Linked DNA regions of Zea mays: region 1 is linked to region 2. A link is a contact called in public Hi-C data. All regions are on one chromosome and are shown on one strand. The core of a region is the stretch at or near the end of the contact, and the rest is flanking DNA. Distances in the headings are between cores, read along the strand shown.

What was found. A called contact is a pair of places that touch in the nucleus more often than the background predicts.
Region 1: a Hi-C map of ear shows a contact between it and region 2, with 2.1 times the contacts expected there. The contact joins the promoter of LOC100275570 here to the promoter of LOC100276061 in region 2. A contact is called at or near these places in 2 of 25 Hi-C or Micro-C datasets (ear and leaf).

Annotation. Positions count from the first base shown.
Region 1 is chr3:17,605,893-17,609,732 of Zm-B73-REFERENCE-NAM-5.0, forward strand. It overlaps LOC100275570 (Protein TRM32), which reads left to right and starts at 1,925. Exons shown (of 5, transcript NM_001149622.1): 1 at 1,925-2,066; 2 at 3,587-3,840. The coding sequence starts at 3,687.
Region 2 is chr3:17,286,654-17,290,977 of Zm-B73-REFERENCE-NAM-5.0, forward strand. LOC100276061 reads right to left here and starts at 2,737. Exons shown (of 11, transcript NM_001374095.1): 1 at 2,383-2,737; 2 at 1,659-1,743; 3 at 677-873; 4 at 294-376; 5 at 89-134. The coding sequence starts at 2,451.

The sequences.
Region 1 (3,840 bases), core at 675-3,174, 320 kb after region 2:
TGGAGCTAGTAGCAAAGCTAATTGTAGCATCTTTTACTACTTGATGCGAACTAATGCTACTCTAACTTTGTGAGCTGACAAGTAAGAAATGATAGTACGCCGGAATAGGTGGGCTGACAAGTAAGAAATGATAGTCTTTGAAAGTGTGGAGCTAGTAGCAAAGCTAATTGCAGCATCTTTTACTACTTGATGCGAACTAATGCTGCTCTAACTTTGTGGTTGTGCCACTAGTTGGTACTAATATTGGGAATTCTATTAGAATTCGCATCTACTAGAAATGTTCTGTGTTGATCTGAATGGACGACCATGTCTGGGTTGGATGGAAATATTGTTTTTTTTCTTCTTCTTCTTCCATAGATTCGTTCAGTTTTCTGCTAGTTTTGTTTTTTCTCCCGTCACATTTTCCTTCCCTGCAGGCTGCAGTGGAGGATGTACAGCTTTTGTCCTCATGTGTGTCATCTGCTAACCCGATTGTCTCTCCGCCACCAATGCAGCTAATTAAGAAGTACGTACTATCCTTCAAGGCAGCGGCCGACCCTCCCTCTTGAAACCTGGGAAAGCCGGGAGGCCAGTGGTCCTCAGCCCGAAGGCCAGCCTGTCAGACTAGAGCGAGAAGGCGTGACGTGCGCCAACTACACCTACCAGTGGGTCGGGTTCAACGTCGCCACGCCGCAGACCGTGCGCGGGCTACGTCTTCCTCGTCGTGGCCGCGGCTATCGTATTCATGACCAATTGGGCGCTCGGCAAGCACAGGCGTCTCAAGACCGGAAACTTTCCTGCTGACCGTCACTTCCGTAGGCGTAGCTTGCTCTCTCTTTGTCGCCGCCGGTCCCTTGGCGATCACTGACCTGTACGTGCTGAGAGCAGTGACCAGCCCCAATTGCAGTGTCTCTCCAGCATTCCAGCGCCAGCCAGCGTAACAGCTCCAACATCTGCACACTGGAGGTTCTCCATGTAACATATTTGACATTTCAGGACGTATAAACTAAACGAATCCACGGCCACACGGTCTTAGGATATTCTCTCTCTCTCTCTCGGTTCACCCCTTGATTTTTTTTTATTTGTTGACGAGGTTATATAAATAAGATCGTCTGAGTTTGACAGGATTGACCGGGTTGAGCTGGTCATTGGCGTCTGGTCTGGCCGATGCTACTTGCGGATGGGACACTTGAGCCAATCACGAGCCTGGAATTTCGGCAGCAACTCCAAGGTTGTCTTTTTTTTTCTGTTTATACCCCCATGCCCATCACCGGTGTGGACGTGTGGTGTGTGGTATGGCAGCAGTCGGTGCCCAAAACCAAAAGACGGGTGCAGCACGCAAATCACAAGCTAGCCATGGCCCATGGGTCAATGGAAACTGTTTAAATCTATGACATCAGCACCTTCAGCAACCGCCGTCCTCCTCAATTCCTGCTCGCCGGGCGCGGTTGACAACGGCGACACCCCGTCATCTTGTGGGTTCATATCATATTAGCTTAATCCAATTTTTTTTGCCTAAATTACTATTACAGGAAGAGCGAACACATCATTCTTACATGTTGCTAGTGCTAGATTATAGTGATTAATAATATATACAGCCATAAAGTTGAGGCGGTCTTGAGCTAATGCAGAAATAACCCTTTGTGTTGCGTCCGTGTCCATCGTTTATTATGGACATTGATATTTATTTAAATCAGTTTTTCCCAATCCAAAAGCTATATAATAAACTAAATAAATGCGGTAAAAAGACAGCAAAGTTTTCAGAGGACAGCATAGCTACGTCTCTTGTCCTCCCTCCACACACGCCCCCAAAAAAAAAAAACTGTTCAACCAGAAGAAGTTTTCAACTACCAACGCCCGCCACCCGGACATCCAGGGAAAGCCCGCCACGGACCGGAATTTAACGGAAACACCCTCTCCTCGCATCTGTTCTCCCTCCCTGCGTGGATCCACCGTTTCTTTCCATTCCCGTTTCCGTTCCTCGGTCCTCACCAACAAACCCCTTCCGGAACTCCCAAGCCTCCGATCCTCGCCTCAGAAACCTGCCGGATTTGCGGGCCTCTCAGGCGTCGTATGGAACCAGCCAGGTCAGTTCGCTGCGTGTTTCGCGACCGCTTCTCGGCGGCGGCGGCGGCGCTGCTTTGCGTTGCGCGTTTAATCTGTTCGTGGGAAGGCGTCACCCGTTCGTGCTGGTTTCATGGACCAATACGAGCCGCGGAACCGCGATCGCTGATAGCTCTGGAGTCGACTTGTTTGTTTCCATTCGTGTTCTTCGGAACGCGTTTTCACATGTGCTTAATTTGGTTTCGTACTTTGGTTTTTTTTTTCTGTTCCGCGCTGATTTTGTTGGGAAGGAAACAAGATGCCCTCGTTTTTTTGTTCGGATCGGTAAGAGATGCCACCGTTCGATGCCATCTTTTGTATGCACTTCAGGATTTAGTGTTTCATTCTGTCTATGCTTTTTTTTCCTTTCGAGTTCTGTGCCCGACGGGGACATTAAGCAGTTACAGTAAGCACTAACCAATAAATCTGTCACGGAACCTGTTAGAGACGTGGGGCTAAAAAGTGATTTGATTTTTTTTTACCTTTTTCATGGTTCCAGTGACATGTGGAGTCATGCAATTGCTCCGTCAGCGTGTTCTCCCACCTGTGAAGCTTTGAGCAATCGTACTGGCGTCTTTCACTCCCTCACTCTTCTTGGCTTTGTTTGATTGGAGATAGCCAGATAGGTTGATGCGCATCATGATCTTATTTATGTTCATTTCTTATTTATGCTGGCACTTGTGTTTGCTGTTCTTGCTCATGTTCATTTCTTATTTATGCTGGCAATAAATACTGGACACGAGCTTAGCAGTATATGTTGCTTAGCACGTGGCTAATATTTCCCAAAGTTTGCCTCTCCCCATTAGAAGCTTCCTCGCTCTCCTTATGTTTGTACTGAGTTTTTTTATTTATTTAGAAACGCGGCAAGACAATTGCCGACTGAAATGCACTGGAGATGTTTGGCCATGGAACAAGTACTTAAGTAAAAAACGGCCTGAAAATCACAATCTTTTTTTTCTTCATCTGGGTGGCGTATGACTCACTCCTCTATAACCATCTTATCGTTGATTAGCATTAGAGGCAATAATCTGATTATTGATTAGCAATGGATACTCGAACTAACACGGATAGGGAAATATATCTTGTAATCAGTCTGTCTTAATAAATGCTTACATTGCAGTTGGGGTTTGCTGTCTTCATGTTTCCCGAAAGCAGAGTGTTGTGTCCGCATCTTTGGTTGATTAGTCTAGAAAAGGTGGGGGGGAGGGGGGAAGCTTTGTTAAGCTGGCTTTTATTCGCACATTAGTCGATTATGGTAAAAATTATATTCTATCTTTACTTTATGCGTTTTCTCAGGATTAGCTCCTCCTTTAGCTTACTGAATTTGTGGACACTTTGTTTGGAGACCATCTTTTCCTGTATTAAGTTTGTTAGGCGCAGACACTTTTTTTTTAACGCAATGCACATACACTTTTCGTGTATGGTCTGGTGGCAATGATTTAAATGGAGCGGGATAGACATTAGGTTTGTTAATCAGTGGACAGTCTGTTGCTGTTCATGACAGGTGGGAAAGTTGAGCGAAGCTGAAACCGTGTCCCTTATTTTGCAAGGGTGGTGCTCATAAGGAACCACCCCCCTCTTCTTTGCTGGTGGGAGAACACCAAATGGCCCAGCTGTTGCACCATCAGGATTCTGCATTCTACAGCAAGGAATTGCACGGGTGCCGGTGGGGTATTCTTCAATTCTTTGGGTTTCGCCGTCGCCTACGGTCCACAAAGATGCTCTCTGACAAGAGACATGGTCAGGAGAAAAACAGCC
Region 2 (4,324 bases), core at 1,487-3,986:
GGGAAAAATGTAATGGTGTAAATACACAAGGAGAGTGGAGAGTAATTTCGAAATGAGATAAATCATGAGGAATCAAGCCAACACTTACATGATACAAAGAGAGAAAATGTCTTGTATTTGTCTGTATGTCAATCCTACAAAAAAAATATAGTATTTAGACAGTGGCAGTTTCAAGGAGAAAATAAATAAATAAAGGAGAACCACAATCTGTTCTCAACTATTAGCAGAAAACAGTTGAGGATTAAAAAGAATTAATAAAAAAATAATGATGGTTTTTATATTTGCAATCATACCAAAATACATTTGTAGCACCTTGAACAAGAGCAGAGCTATATCGTAGCGATATTTCTTTTTCATCAAGAGGGGCTTCAAACAACTGCATAACAAAACTGTAATCAGTAAACTAAGTTTAAATATGGATGTATCTATAATTGGGAGAATCATGTCTTGTGAAGGAATAATCAAACTAAATTTTACTGCATCCTGAGATTAACGTTTTTGACCAATGATTTGTGTTTACATGTCAACCTAAACTACATGATTTCTTTTCTGAAAATTTAAATGAATACTTTTAAAAGATATGAACTCGAAATAGAAACCATGGTATCTTGATAATGTACTTGGCATGTATTTAATACATCCTCCGACCATTTGTTAACTTACTAACACAGCATACCCATTTCTGGAAAAGAAGTGCAAATATGTTGGCCGCGAAGGACTGGCTCCAGAGTTGCACAATCAACTCAAGTATACGCCTGCCACTTTCAGGCACTCTAACAAAATGATTGGCAAGAATCTCATAGAAGCATAGCCAACCATCCTCCCGTTCATCTGCTGGAGCAATGCCATCATCACTCTCACTCATAATTGCATCTGTTCAAGTATAATGCAGTTTGTTATTCTAGGATTTTCTGCTTCAGGGTCCAAAAAAGATCACAGTGAATGTGGACACAATAACCTTAAAAGAATTTATTTATCATAAGGGGAAGTTGTGACTTAACATAAATATACAGCAACAAAACATAGTACTCTGCTGACTCCAGGAAATCCAAAGATGCATTACTATTGCTCCAAGTGAGAAATTGGTTAAATTTCTTTCAATTGCTCTGCTCATCCTATATTCCTATGTGATAATGTGAATGTGCAAACTGAATGTATTGTCTGATGAACATGTCTGCAAAAACCATGGTGCACACAATCTAAGCTCAATCCTAGTAATTAGCATCACATAAACACAAGAAAACGATACATGTTGTCACTTTCTGAAGCAGAAATAGTGCATGTTATACCAGTTCAAAGCAGCCAATATGAGAACAGACAGATGCAAAGAACTTACCATTCCATCAAAAGATACATTTTGTCATGAAACGAACCAATAGTGTAGTGTAGCAATCTCAATATAACAATTTGGAAATGACAAGTTCACAACATCTGTTCTATTATTTCCTTTTGACTACCATGTCAATGATGTCATCATACATCATAGTTGCAAGCCCATACAACTGCTGTAGCAAAACTTTTTACTAACTTTGCTGCATTGGACGGCAACTTTCAGAATAATTCCAAGCATTATATCGATAGCAAGCATGAAACATCTAATATATATGGAAAGAAAAGTCCAATGAAATTAGCGGCCAAAACTATGTGAGATATGGCACCTCGAGCGCGATCATCCACCTTCAATGCGATGTCAGCAAACAATTGCTGAAGTATCTGAAGACGCTGTGAGTTGGACATCAGGGCCTGCATGGAAGATAGTCAAACAGGTGACATTATGATTTTTTGTTGTTGTTATTAAGAAAGTATTGTTGAAAAACGAGATTATTACATGGAGGTTATACAACTATTTTGATATAGCTTCCGACTCTCTGCCTATCTATATGCACACAGCTCTCAAAGTTCCAGAAGGTGACATTATGATCTCAACCACTCCAACGGAATGTAGACATCATATATACAAATGTGGCACCTATGAGTGAAATTACTCTTGTTGCCTAAATCGTTTCAGATGATAGTAACGGCCTTTTTACATCAAAACCACCATATAGGAAGCGAAAAAGGACAGTTTGTGGGGGGGGGGGGGGGGGGGGGGGGGGGGGGGGGCGACAAAGGTGGTTTGGGGGTGATTATGAGTAGGTGAGAGAATGTCCATTATCCTCCCGTCTGCCGTCATCGCCGCCGCCCACAGCGGCCTCAACGCGGTGCACCCAGACGCGTGCCGCCTACAATCTAGGGCCTCTGCAATCCCGCCGCCGCCGCCCTCGAATTTCTCGCGAAGCGATGTGAGCGCGTGCGCGCGACAGAGATTGGTCCTCGATTAAGCGCGACGAACACGAATTGACGGGCGCCAGCCGGCGCACGGTAGGGGAAGCGGTGGGTTACCTTGTGCAGCTTGCGCTCGATCTCCAGGGAGAGCGCCTCGAGGCGGTCGTAGGAGCCGCGGCGCCCCATATCCGCGCACGCCTGAGGTGATCGTCGGCGCCGCGGGGGGTGGCGGTCCTGCAAATTAAGCGGTGGAACTGGTCCAAAATAATCTCTCCTCTCCCTCCCTCCCTTCCTCTCTCTCTTCCGTGTTTGATGGATGGATGTGGATATGGATACGGACGTGGAGGTCCGGATCTGCCGCCCCTGTCACGCTCCCTGACACGTGCCGCCCGTCGGACCAGCGACGCCCGGTTGCGCTTCCGCCTTGCTGTCCTCCTGTCCGGTTGCCGACGAGCCCAAGCATGCAAAGTCCACACCCACACAGGGCCACAGATCACAGCCAAACTCCGTCTGAGTTTTTTTTTTAAAAAAAATTGCGCTTGGAAGGATATGTGTAACTGAAAATGCGAACGTTGAATTTAGCAATTCATTCGCAAACTGAACCACGCATGCAGAAACGCATGCGTACAAAAACCCTCTCAATAAGCAGATGAAATTTCGATTTGCTTTTGGTGAGCTACAGCTAGCCTCCACCGCGCATCGTCAGAAAGACTCGCCGCTCGCCGGCCATCCGCCGCGTCGCCTTTGGATTTTGGACTGACCATGAGTCCATAAGGCCCAGAACCAGGCGTATTGGGACAGGTTGATTCGTGTGGCGGGCTTTCATTGATAGGCCCAATTAAAGTTATCCTATTTTTAACCAAAGATCACATTCAAAATCAGAACAAGAGCTGAGGAACAGAACGGCTCCTTTTTGGAGAGGAAGGGGTGAAGGGGGGATCAAGATGGATGGAAGTTTAAATCAAGTCGTTCGAGTTTAAGAAAAACAAACATCAAAAGTTTTTTTCACAAAAACAATTTGATGGATTCCCAAGCAGTTTGATGGACTCCCATCAGTGCTGTATAAATAAACCAAGAGGAAGAAAAATATGTCCTCTTTCTCTATTCTCCGTGTGAATGAACAACAACAATGCACATTCATGTCTACGTCGGAAAAAGTTTTGGCCGGTAATTTTGATGACATGACATTGATTTAAATAACACTAGTTCTATTTATTTTAGTTCTATGATCTAGCAGTATCTAAATTTTATAAAATTTTACACATAAATTAGTAATAAGATATTACATGTGCCCTATTTTTCTGTAATTTTAAAAGTATCAGCTTAATTACCTAAAAATAAAACTAAATTCAAAGATATTAATATTTTTGTATCTAATTTATTTATTATTTTTATAGGCTAAAAAGTTACTAACGCTAACTAATACTATTATTAAATAACTAAATTCTTTTGTTGTTTTTTAAAGAAAATTAATTACTAACTAAATCCATTTAATATTTATTTTTTTAGAAACACTTAGTAAACAGTAATAAAACAATCTCTAATTTTACATATATATTTTTTAGCTAAAATAATTTATACAAATATTTTTTTTAGAATTTATTGAGAACTTTGAATCTAAACCCATATAAAGTCAGACATATTTATATAAATTATGGGTCCATACTTTAAGTTCTCAGAAAATTTTATAAATATTTGTGTAAGTTATTTTATCTAACAAAAGATCTATGTAAAAATTAGATATTGTTTTTATTACTGTTGCTAAGTGTTTATAAAAAATAAATATAAAATTAATTTAGTTAATAATTATCTAATAAAATTAACAAAACTTTCAGTATAGTCTCAGATGATAAAAAATAAATTAGAGACAAAAAATATTAAGCTCTGTTTATATAGTTTGTATTTTTTAGTAATTAAGGTGCAACTCTTATAATTCAAGAAAAATTAGGACATGCCCAACGTCCCAAATTATAATTTATTTTAGTTAATTAATAGATTCATACAATAGTTGATGTATATATTTTATATATGCCTAGGTCCATCTTTATTACCAATTAAA